2 separate regions of the Zea mays genome follow, and region 2 is linked to region 1. The links are chromatin contacts, called in public Hi-C maps. All regions are on one chromosome and are shown on one strand. Each heading gives the region's core, a stretch centred on a gene start, on an enhancer-like site or on the middle of the called end of the contact. The rest is flanking DNA. Distances are from core to core; before and after follow the strand shown.

Region 1 (2,700 bases), core at 195-2,694:
CGTAATCTTTTATTAGCTCAGCATACCAGCTGAAACTTGGAAACCAGGCAACAAATTTCAATACATGTTGTAGGTGGAAACCATTCATTAGTACATTTGCTATTTTCAGAGAGTAGCTGTTCAGCTTACTGCTCAACCTAAATAAAATGGACTCAGAGAGATTCGTCAATCAGCACCAACTAAGCTCATTCCGTCTTTTATAATTCTGTCCACGTAAACCAATCGGCATGCGTGAATGAACTTATTTAAAGAACCATGCTATGTCACAAATCATCATTCCCCGATCCTCAAAGATTTGACACGCACTGGTGTCCATGAATATTAACAGGAATAGTTAGGCCAAGCATGGAAAATTGGACGGAAGGCACACCTCTTTCGCCTCAATTAACTTTGTCTTCTGTGTTGATGGTGCCAAAACCTTTTTAATCAGAGCCTCGGCAACCTGACAAACAGGAGTTAAAACATCAAAATTGGACCTTTTTCCACTAGATACCTATGGACTATCCAAGTTTATTTATGGAAAAGAGAATAGTAAACCTTATCCGGAGGACCAAGATCACGGATATCCTCCTTGCTAGTTGGAATAGAGTTGACGCTCACACTCTCGAGAGGCTCTATCACATCTTTGTACACCTTGTCTTGCCCTTGCACAGCCACTTCCTGGATAGGATAACGTGGTCAGCCTCACACACGTCAAGATAAAATACATCGCGCAGCCAGTCTCTTCAATCAACCGAGCACGGTAATACAAGAAGTGTTTGTCAGTTGTCACCTCCCATCCGAACGGGTAGAGGAAAGAGTAGCCAGCCTTCTTGTCGACGACGGGCAGGAACCCTTTCTTAGCCTCTGCTGCGACTATACCAGATCAGAAGCGCACTCAGAGGCGCAGTTTTGACCAAATAAACCATTCACACTGCAAGCTCGTCTCCCACTGACACTGAGCGGCCAGTGCACATCAAAGCGCCAGCAACGCTGCATAAAGCGAAGAGGTAAATTACTCACATGCCGCCGGATTAGGCCGGGAGAGGAACGCGGCGGCACCGGCAACCAGCACACGCCGCCGTACGGAGCAGACCGCCTCCTCTGCGTCAGGCAGGGCACACAGCAACGTCGGTAAAGCGAGACGCCATAGAGGTGCAAAGGGGAGGGAGGGAGGGAGACGCAATCCTGCTCAGGAGAAGCGGCGGCGGGGGTACCAACCGTTGTCAAGCAGCCGCGGCGGCGCGGGGCCGCAGGCGGCAGCGACGGGCGCGACGGCGCAATGCCGCTTGCGCAGCGACGGGCCACCGGCCCCAAGTCGGCGTGCGACGGCCGCTGGAGAGGAGCACGGCGCGCGGAGGCAGGCGGCGGGCACGGCCGTTGCCATGTGAGGCGTCGGGAAGGAGGATGGGGCGGAAGCGAATCGAGGCGACGAAAAGCTTGCGGACCCCGTGCGACGAGTAGGATTTCGCTCCCTTTCTGGTCCACACGACGCGCCAGCCGACCGGATGCGCGAGTTTGGAAACTGGACGGGCGGCGCCGGCGCGGGGCCTGTTCCTGTTCTCAGCAGCCACCGCGAATTTGGCCCATCACGGGGGGCGGGCTGGACAGGAGCAGGCCCATTTATGGAAGGAATCGGCCTGTTTTGTGTTTCCACACCGTATGTGACAAAAAAAAAGTAATATATGGGCTGTACTGACAAAAAGTATTGAAACAAGCCCACATGGGCAGAGAGATTATTTGGAGGGGGAGCTGATGAGGGGTACAGACAGACAGTTTCTGATGCAGTCGGCAAGTTCCATTCTAGTAACAAACAAACTAGTACCGAAAAGCTAAAATGAAAGAGAAGCATCCAAAATACTCCTAGGAGGTCGGGGTCCTGAAGAGCTCGAGGCAGTGCTCCTGGTCCAGGTTCCTGCTCCAGAACTTGGCGTAGTACTCGGCGTAGGTGTAGTCCCTGTAGACGGCGGGCGTGCCGTCGGTGAGGAGCCTGGCGGCGGGGCCGATGCGCGCGTCGTTGCAGGGGCAGAGGAACGACGCCACCGACATCCTCGGCCTGTCGGCGTTGACGACGGCGCGGTGCCACACGCTCCTGTACCTGCCGTTGCTCAGCGCCTGTGCAGGTGCAGTGCAGTAGTGGAGGCCAGGGGCAGAGAGGAGGTGAGAGGGTGGGAATAATGGGAGAGCGAGACAAGAGCACGTCACCTGCAGCTGGTCCCCGATGTTGACGACGAGCGCGCCGGGCCGCGGGTTCACGGCGATCCAGCGGCCGTCCTTGAGCACCTGCAGGCCGGCCACCTGCTGGTCCATGAGCAGGATGGTGAGCGCGTTGGGGTCCGTGTGCGCGGGCAGCCCGTACGTGAGCTCCGGCGCCGGGCACCTCGGGTAGAAGTTCACCGCCATGTGCTGCTCCTGCTCGCCCAGCGCCTCCTTGATGTACGCTCCGTCCAGGCCCAGGCCCTCGGAGATGGCGACGTACAGCCTGAACCCCAGCTCCCGGACCGCACTGCAGTACGCGCTCACGGTCCTCCTGTACGTGCGTGTGACAGTGTCAGTACCACCACACACACACACAAAGCTGTTACTCGTGATGCATGCATGCATAAATACATGCGTGTTGCATGTGTGTGTTAAAATTCGCTCCTTTAAACTTAAGAACTCTAGCACTTCAAGCGTGATGAATTTAGCCTTCTGTTTAGAGATCTAAGATTTTAAAGGAAC
Region 2 (2,902 bases), core at 311-2,810, 190 kb after region 1:
TCTATTTGAAACCTTGTCCCGGGCCCCTAAAATGTTAGGACCGCCACTGCTGAAAAGGACCAGGTAAGATGATAATCATCTTGTTTAAAACTTACTCCCTCCGGTCTTCAAAATGCATGATGTTTTGGACATGATCTCATATACCAATGAGTTATTAAATAAAGTTGTTCTTTTCTATAGTACCCCTAATAAATAGGCTCAGATCATATACGAAATATAAAATGATGTTTGCCTAGTTGGTTCCAATTCCAATGCTAGCCGCAAGCATTCAAATGGCTAGCTCGTGGGATCAAATCTCACGATTCCCTTTCATATGTGGGACCATCTAGATCAGGTGTATACTATCATCCAAAGTGAAAAAACCTTAAACATCAATTATTTGAAGACTCGAGGGAATAACTAAAAGTAACAGTTTGTAGCATGCACATATCACACTTGTACACAGAACTACGATACTGCCATACATTAGACCACCTCAAAAAATATAATTCAAAATGTTAAAGATACACACACACCAGTGGTATCTAAGACCGATCCAAGCAAAGAAAACCATAACAAGTGGGGCTCATGGGCTTGGCTATGATATCCAGGGACTCAGCCCACGTGTCAATGAGTTTCTCCACCAGCAAGTAATTCTCAAGGGGATGGATACGATAGGAGAATAAGATCGATATATGTGTAAATATGACATAAACCAGATCATAAGGGTGGTGACATGTATGTAAAGATAGAGATAGACTACCTGATAATTTGGGATAGACTTGACTAGGTCGAATTACTATCCATTCTGATGATTGGGCCAAATACTTTTCCTGTAACCACTGCCCCTCCATGTACTACAAAAGGAGGGTTGGGTGCACCAAGAGGATAGATTATCTGATTACATTGTTGTCATACCTGGTTTTAAGGGCAAAACCGAATGCATATAGCATATGTGTGCTATAATCCATTTCTCACACATATGTTGACGTCACAAGTGTAAAATATCAAAAGACAATGCAATAAAGGCGTAAAAGATAAACCACTCAGTATTTACGAAATCCGGCAAAATTTAGGTGTTTTTTTCGTTTTCGCGGAAGATGAATTCGAAATGAGATGGTGAACCCTGCTTATATGCCGCACTAGAATCTCAAAGAGGGCAGAGAAACGACATTTTTGCCATGAAATCTCCCAAGGGGCGAAGAAAAGAAGAATCTCAAGCGGCAGCAATTCATGCCCAAGTTCGTCTTCTCCTCCACGAGTTATTCTGCAGAGGAGGCTGCTATCGATTCGGTTCCATGGGTCCACGTCCATGTCCATCCTGGGCCGTTGGGCCACATGCAGATCCCAAAGCAGTAAAAAATGGCGTAACCGTGGACGGACTCTTGCGGCGCATCGCCCGCCGGCCCCGCTCGCCACAGCTGGAGCACACCGTCACCGGCCCCGGCTCCGGAATCAGATGCTCCGACCGGACCGACTACGAGCAACAGCAAAAAGAAGAAAAAAAAGAAAAACGGGATCGCCCTAACCGTCTCTGCGTGGTGGGCCCAACCTTAGCCTCTCCACTGTCCACTCCAAGCAAGGAAGGAACGTGATACCCGCGCCCCACCCCGCAGTGTGATAGCACGATAGGGACACTCACGCCTCGCCTGCCCCCGTCGCGAGCTCCACCCGCTTCGCTTCCCTGACACGCAGGCCTCGCAAGCGACCGCCCTACTGGAGCCCACTCGCCAGGGAAGGCCGCTGAAAATACGGGGGAAGAAACACGAAAAAGGCAAGGAATTAGAACGGGCGAAGCGGCACACAATTCGCGCAGCAGCGTAGAAACTAGAAAGACCAGTCCCCAAACTCCCCAGCGGGGGCGAGTAGAGGAGGAAGAGTCGCCGCCGCCGCCGCCGCCGCCGCCGCCGCCGCCATGTCTGGGGGAATCGCCCGCGGCCGCCTCGCCGAGGAGCGCAAGGCCTGGCGCAAGAACCACCCGCACGTACGCGCCCCTCAATTCCCACCTCCCCCCCTGATTCTTCTTTGCTCTCGCAGCGTCGCCAGGTGGCCGGGGTGTCTGATCTGTTCTATTTTGCTGTTGTGCGCAGGGTTTCGTCGCGAAGCCGGAGTCGCTGCCCGACGGGACGGTGAACCTGATGATCTGGCAGTGCACCATCCCCGGCAAGCAAGGGGTAAGCGACCTGAACCCTAGCTATGTTTAGAGCAACCGGTGCTGGATCGGGGCGGGTCAGTGCCTGCCCCTGCAGCTGCCCACTGTTTTTATCAGATCCCTTGTATGGTGAACAAGTCCTGTGTATATGTAGTTGCATCAAGTATGTGCCGTGCTGTTTTCAGTTCATTCCTTGTGTGCCATGAGTTTTGGAGATTGATCGGGACGATTGGGGCATTAGCACATAGCTTCAGTGGACTTTGTGTGTCATAACCTGATGCTGTTAAATTAATTTTGAGGGTAGCTACATTGTGTTCACCATATTGTATTGGTTCTATGACGCTGTTGTTGGCAAGTGCCAGAGCAGATGCATTTTTTTATCCTTTTGTTAAAGTTACCATGTAGTTCCCCCACTTCCATGGCCTGAATTGAGCTTTCATTTCCTTTCTCACTATGACAAAAAGGTGTTTTTTTTTTTATCGTGGGTGGGTGTACTGCTAACACCTAGCTACAGTATGGATCAATTTGTATGCTTGTCCTGCCTAAACAAATTTGTGGATGAGTTGTCTAGATGCTTCACATGAATTGTTCATTTTGTTAACTAGAACTTCATACCAGTCGATTAGGATGCGCTTTGTTAGTTAAATGGGACATAATTTAAGTTGTTCAACTAAACACGCGCGGTTTCTTTGAATATTCTTGTGTTCATTTGTTTCATATTTAATCTGTGCAGTCATCTTTATTTCTGTAAAACTGACATGTTCAGGAAAA

The links. Hi-C and Micro-C count contacts between places; a contact is called where the count stands out from the background.
Region 2: a contact with region 1 is called in a Hi-C map of ear, with 3 times the contacts expected there. The contact joins the promoter of LOC100283731 here to the promoter of LOC100281199 in region 1. A contact is called at or near these places in 16 of 25 Hi-C or Micro-C datasets (bundle sheath, ear, leaf and 4 more) and 2 of 3 datasets of contacts at active chromatin or transcription factors (leaf and seedling).

Annotation. Positions count from the first base shown.
Region 1 is chr1:4,861,257-4,863,956 of Zm-B73-REFERENCE-NAM-5.0, forward strand. LOC100281199 (chloroplast oxygen-evolving complex/thylakoid lumenal 25.6kDa protein) reads right to left here and starts at 1,445. Exons shown (of 7, transcript NM_001154118.2): 1 at 1,201-1,445; 2 at 1,003-1,083; 3 at 773-855; 4 at 538-660; 5 at 371-442. The coding sequence starts at 1,366.
Region 2 is chr1:5,047,001-5,049,902 of Zm-B73-REFERENCE-NAM-5.0, forward strand. LOC100283731 (SUMO-conjugating enzyme SCE1) reads left to right here and starts at 1,561. Exons shown (of 5, transcript XM_008652142.3): 1 at 1,561-1,963; 2 at 2,070-2,153. The coding sequence starts at 1,895.